Regions from separate parts of the Rattus norvegicus genome. Here region 1 is linked to region 2. The links are chromatin contacts, called in public Hi-C maps. All regions are on one chromosome and are shown on one strand. Each heading gives the region's core, a stretch centred on a gene start, on an enhancer-like site or on the middle of the called end of the contact. The rest is flanking DNA. Distances are from core to core; before and after follow the strand shown.

The links. A called contact is a pair of places that touch in the nucleus more often than the background predicts.
Region 1: a Hi-C map of liver shows a contact between it and region 2, with 2.5 times the contacts expected there. The contact joins the promoter of Selenop here to the enhancer-like site in region 2. A contact is called at or near these places in 7 of 12 Hi-C or Micro-C datasets (Schwann cells, hepatocytes, kidney and 3 more).

Annotation. Positions count from the first base shown.
Region 1 is chr2:54,224,546-54,227,245 of GRCr8, reverse strand. It overlaps Selenop (selenoprotein P), which reads right to left and starts at 1,334. Exons shown (of 5, transcript NM_019192.2): 1 at 1,274-1,334.
Region 2 is chr2:54,186,063-54,188,762 of GRCr8, reverse strand. The region is part of intron 1 of LOC102548571 (a long non-coding RNA gene); the gene reads right to left. Among named protein-coding and RNA genes, the nearest start is that of Selenop, 38 kb to the left of the region's middle. Within about 2 kb of position 1,407, at least 39 of the 93 cell types and tissues checked have an H3K27ac peak or open chromatin away from gene starts, as enhancers often do. A contact at or near this core is called in liver, where this site is marked.

The DNA.
Region 1 (2,700 bases), core at 85-2,584, 39 kb before region 2:
CGCAATAACTATAGCAGCAAATTTTCTACATGCTCTATGCTCTATGCTCTATGCTCTATGCTCTATGCTCTATGCTCTATGCTCTATGCTCTATGCTCTGAAAGGGGGGGAGGAAGCTATTCAGTTTCTTAATAGGAAGTCTAACTTGTATTTCTTCCCTAGACTAAATTGACATGAGGCTCTGGGCCAAATCTCTAACACACACACACACACACACACACACACACACACAAATTCAGCTCTTATAGAACTCCAGCATGAGGGCTCGGCCCTTAATACTCTGCTGTAAAGAAAATATTTTCCAATGGCTACATGTCGAACATCACTGAGGAGAGAGACTATTTCCCTCACCCAGAGTGATCTGGTGACAAAGGGGATACTGGAGAGGATGCATCCCACCTGCAGAATTGTCCTTCATTAATCAATAGGCTGCTCAGCTTTGCTTAAAGCTGTTTTTATGGTATAAGCTTTGCATTTTAATTATAACTGTCAAATATATATATTTGAATGAAGGCACATAACAAAATTAGATCCAGTAACAACTGGACAGTAGGTATAGCCTTCAGTTAGTCTTCAGTCACAAGCCTGAATTAGCTGTTTATGTTCAGAACTACATTTGATTGTACCTCGTTAAAAGGAAAGCAGGCATACTCTTTGCCACATATTCTCTTCCTCTGAACTTCAGACCAGCATTTTAAAGCCCCTTATCAATCTTCAAGCTTCCACTCTCTACTTAAAGTTACCCACCAAAGGACCACCTAGGGCGCCACCTTACTGCCTAAAAGTGACCACTTCTGCACTGGGGCCAGAGTCTGCTCCGTCCCGGCTTTCCACTCTGAAGCTGCTTCTGATTTCCCTGGACATCTGGACAGTATGGTAGAATGCACCTATTTACCATGTCCGCTCTTGAAATCCACTAGCTTTTCCTCTTGTCTGTCCCCACTCTAAACTTCGGTGGGAAGCCCTGGAATTTAACCAGATATTGTCCATCTGAGACCACAGTCTCCTGCAGAGAGAAACAGCTGCATTTTCCATTGCCCCAACTTCCCCTGAGCACGGCCCAGTAAAGGACAGAAATCAGCAACAATAAAAACATAAAAAGAATGTTTCAAAAAGTTAACTATTTTCCCCAGACACTTCTTGTTCACTTTAAAAAAATGTTTTTTAATGTCTATTAGTCATCTTTTTACTAAGCCTATCTTAAGGCAGGGGAGAAACATACTTTACCTCAGAAAATATTTCCCAAACTCTAAAAGAATCAAGTCCTACTTACGCAACCCCTTCAGACTAGCTTGCGTCTTCCCCTCTCTTTGCTCTAGTTAGGGCAGATCCACAAAGCCACAGGCTGACACTGACATTTATAGCCCTCTTGTTTACCTCGCCCTCTGAGGTGCAGTCCAAAGTTCGGTGCTCCCTCCTGCAGCGACCTTGCAAGCGCAGCAGCCCCTGAACCGTTTCTGGTTGCCGCGACGAGAAGAATGTTAGCTTACAAAGGGTAGAGGGACGAGTTTTGACAAGTACTAACTTAATTTCTGCTTTTGATCACCCTGTAATCTAAGAATGAATGGTACAGTCCAGGGTGGAAGGAAGGGCTAAGGGGAGACAAGTCCTCCAAGTGCTGTTCCTTTCTGAACTACAATAGGGAAAAACATTTGCTTAGCCAGCAAGTTACGCAGCTGTTTTAGAAGGAAAAACATTTTGTTTTCCTTTTCCTTTATGGTGAGGAAGTTCTATGCTAAACCCACACTGTAAGCTTCTTTAGAAAAGTCACCTGCTGTCACATTATTTTGGTCTCCTGCTACTGCAGACCCACGTTGTTTGGCTGTGCTCAGCTGAATTTCAATTGATATGCAGTCCCATGGGACCTCTGTTCTTGTGTTTTTCCTTTAATATAATGAACTAAGAAAGTAGTCTCCAAGCCGGAAGAAACCAGGCCTCGTTTAAAATATACATAGTAATTCTCATTCTTTTTGTGTCTCTGTCTCTCTGTGCTGTGTCTCTGTCTCTCTGTGCTGTGTCTCTGTCTCTCTGTGCTGTGTCTCTGTCTCTCTGTGCTGTGTCTCTGTCTCTGTTCTCTCTCTCTCTCTCTCTCTCACACACACACACACACACACACACACACACACACACACACACGCTAAGGAATGGGGGAGGAGCAGTGCATGGTTGTCACGACCAAATGTGGAGGTCAGGAGACAGTTTTGTGGACTTGCACCCACTCTTTTCTCCTTTAAGTGGCTTCCCCTTTAACTGGGTTCCAGGAATCAAATTCAGGTCTTGCACTGCAACAGCTTTCACCCTCGGAGCCACTCCAGGGCCTGAAAGCACAGTTTCTCAAAGCTGTAGTGCTACTTATAAATCCCAACAGAATTTTTTAGCTGTTGCTTCAGGGTTAAGTTTTGCCCTTTTTTATCTTAAGAATTTTATACATGTATACTATATATTTTGATCGAATCGACCCCTACGGCCCACTCCAACTCTTCCCAGACCCCCCAACTTCATGTGGTTTTGTTTAGTTTTGTTTTGTTTTTTCATTGGTTGGTTGGTTGGTTTGGTTTGGTTTTCAACCTACGGAGTCCCGTTAAGGCTGCTGAAATCTGTATAGGCACGGGGCCATCCCCTGGAGCATTAGCAACTAACACAAGCCACACCCTTGAAGAAAAATGATTCTCCCCCAGTGGCCATAAACAGCCTGTAGCT
Region 2 (2,700 bases), core at 158-2,657:
CTCTTCAGTGATATTTGCATTGTGATTTTCCTTTCAATGTGTCCCTCTATAGACCTATGTAGGCCCAGCTTCACCACCTTCACTTAAAGCAAGTCTTCCAAACTATTTGATTCTCTTTTTACCATATATTTTATGTATATTTTGTGTTATGTGCATGTATGCATGTGCACATGTGTGTAGCTCACCTGCCATGGTATGTGTGTGGGAATCAGAAGACAACCTACAGGAGTCTGTTCTTTCCTTCCACCCTATGGATCTCAGGTCATCTGGTTTGGAGGCAAGAGGCTTTACCTGCAAAACCAACTATTGGGTGTCATTAGCTATTGAGACTCAACTCAACAATGTCCAGATTTCTAGAAGGAAGTGTATTCTAACAAATAACTGTTTATACCTGTAACCTCCCTCTCCCCCTCCCTCACATTCCCTCCCCCTCCCCCACTCTCCCTCTCCCTCCTTCACCCTCCCTCACCCTTCCTCACCCTCCCTCACCCTTCCTCACCCTCCCTCACTCTTCTTTACCCTCCTTTTCCCTCCATAAGGGAAATTCAAAGAATTTCTTTTTTTTTTTTTTTTTTTTTTTTTTTTTTTTGGTTCTTTTTTTTCGGAGCTGGGGACCGAACCCAGGGCCTTGCGCTTCCTAGGCAAGCGCTCTACCACTGAGCTAAATCCCCAGCCCCAAGAATTTCTTAAATAGAAAATTTAATAGCATTTGCTGTTTGCTAGCTGGGTCCTAAGTGTTTTGAATGGGTTACTCTGGTGTCCTCAGTGTCCATCCCTTGGGGACTGTTATTGTTTGCTTTTTTCACCTAAGTGAGAGAACCACAAAATTATGTAATTTTCTCTTTCAGAAGAAGTGGCAGAATGCATCACCCCAAAGCATGCCACTTTCACATGCTGATGTAAGATAAAGCAAATTAAAAAGGCAGACACAGTAATATCCTTTTGCCTCCCCTTCTCTGCCAGTTCTTTCTTTCTTTTCTTTCTTTCTTTCCTTCTTTCTTTCTTTCTTTCTTCCTTCCTTCCTTTCTTTCTTTCTTTCCTTCTTTCTTTCTTTCTTTCTTCCTTCCTTTCTTTCTTTCTTTCTCTCTTTCTTTCTCTTCAGTTTTATTTTAGGTTTGTTTCCTCTATGGCTCAGAACAACTCCATGCTTTATCAACTCAGAGAAAGGGACAGAAGAATACTTGTGGCAGACCCAGCTAATTGGTCTCTATCTCCATTGGTCACCCACATAGGATTCCTTTCTGCAGCCCGAGCCAGTCTGGAAGCTCAAGATCCTTCCCCTTTGTTTTCTCAGTTCTCTACCAGACCATTGTTTTCTCGGGAGATTCTGTGTGAGTTCAGGCTGTACTCATCCCTCAGTCACTAGCCCCACCCCACCACCCCCATCCCCACCCCCATGAATACACAGCGTACATGCTAATACCTGTGCTTGTTTTACTGGTCAATCATCTGTCAATCTTATTCACAGGGCCCCAGTCAGCAGATTTAAAATCAGGAGAGGGAAAACATAAAGATAAGTGGTTGATGCAGCAGGCAATCCAGGACAACATTCAATAGTGGTGTGTGTGCCAGCCACAGAGAGGAGAGAAACCGGAAGTATGTGGTGAAGAGGTCCTTGTGGTCACAGACAAGTGTTTGGTTTCAGGGACAAGGGACTGAGGTGCATATTTTACATACCAAAGCAGACCTGGTTCTCTAGTTCTTCCAGCATCCCTCAATCCCTACCTGGTGTATCCTGCCCCCAACCCTGCCAACCCTGAACTTTCCAGCCCAGAGGCTGGGCAGCATTTCCCCAGAGGCTCTTCCTTATATAATCCAGATCTCTCTCTCTCTCTCTCTCTCTCTCTCTCTCTCTCTCTCTCTCTCTCTCTCTCTCTCTCTCTCTCCCTACTTTCTTCCCTCCCTCTCCTCTCTCTCTTTCTCCTCCTCTCTCTCTCTCTCTTTCTCTCTTTCTCTCTCTCCCTCCCCTCCACTTTCCCCATGGTGACTCCCCTGGCCTCAATCCTTGGGGCCAGTGAACTTGCCCACCTGAGAGCAGCTTCCCAATAAACCCGCCTATAATCTAATCTAATCTGGTTTGAATTGGCTCATTTCCCTGGCAGCAGAGAAACAACCTATCAATACGTGCTAGAGGAACCAGGAACGTCAGCTTACAGGGTTATTCCTTCAAGGGAAGGAATGCTGTACCTGTTTTCCATCCAGAAGGCTGGGAGTGAAAGGATAGATGTGCATTCTAGCCTGGTGACCTTTGTGCTGTCTATGTGGCCAGAGATCACACCAGACCCTCCCACAGACCCTTGCTCTTCTCGGCCAATCTCCAGAACCTATCTTACAGAAAGTGGCACACTTACTTTACAAAGAGTCTCGTGTGGTCATGACCAATCTTTATTTAGCTTACTGTTCCTCAGATTTATACATGCTTAATCATGTTCACAAGATTGAGTTAATTATCACTAGACTTGGTGTGCTTAAATATGCCTAAAATAAACAAGTCGTGGGCAGACTCCCAAGGAATGAACCAACTTTGGTCACTTAGTTGTGTTGAACGAAACTGTCTTTGGAGGTCAAAGAGACCCCTGCAGTCAGGAAGGAGACCTGTGCAGTGGCGTAATGGGGTGATGACTTTGTGAAGTCGGTGGTGAACAGGAAGAGCCTAGCACCTGCCCCGCCTCCTGCCTCGCCTGTCCTGTCTTGCCTTTC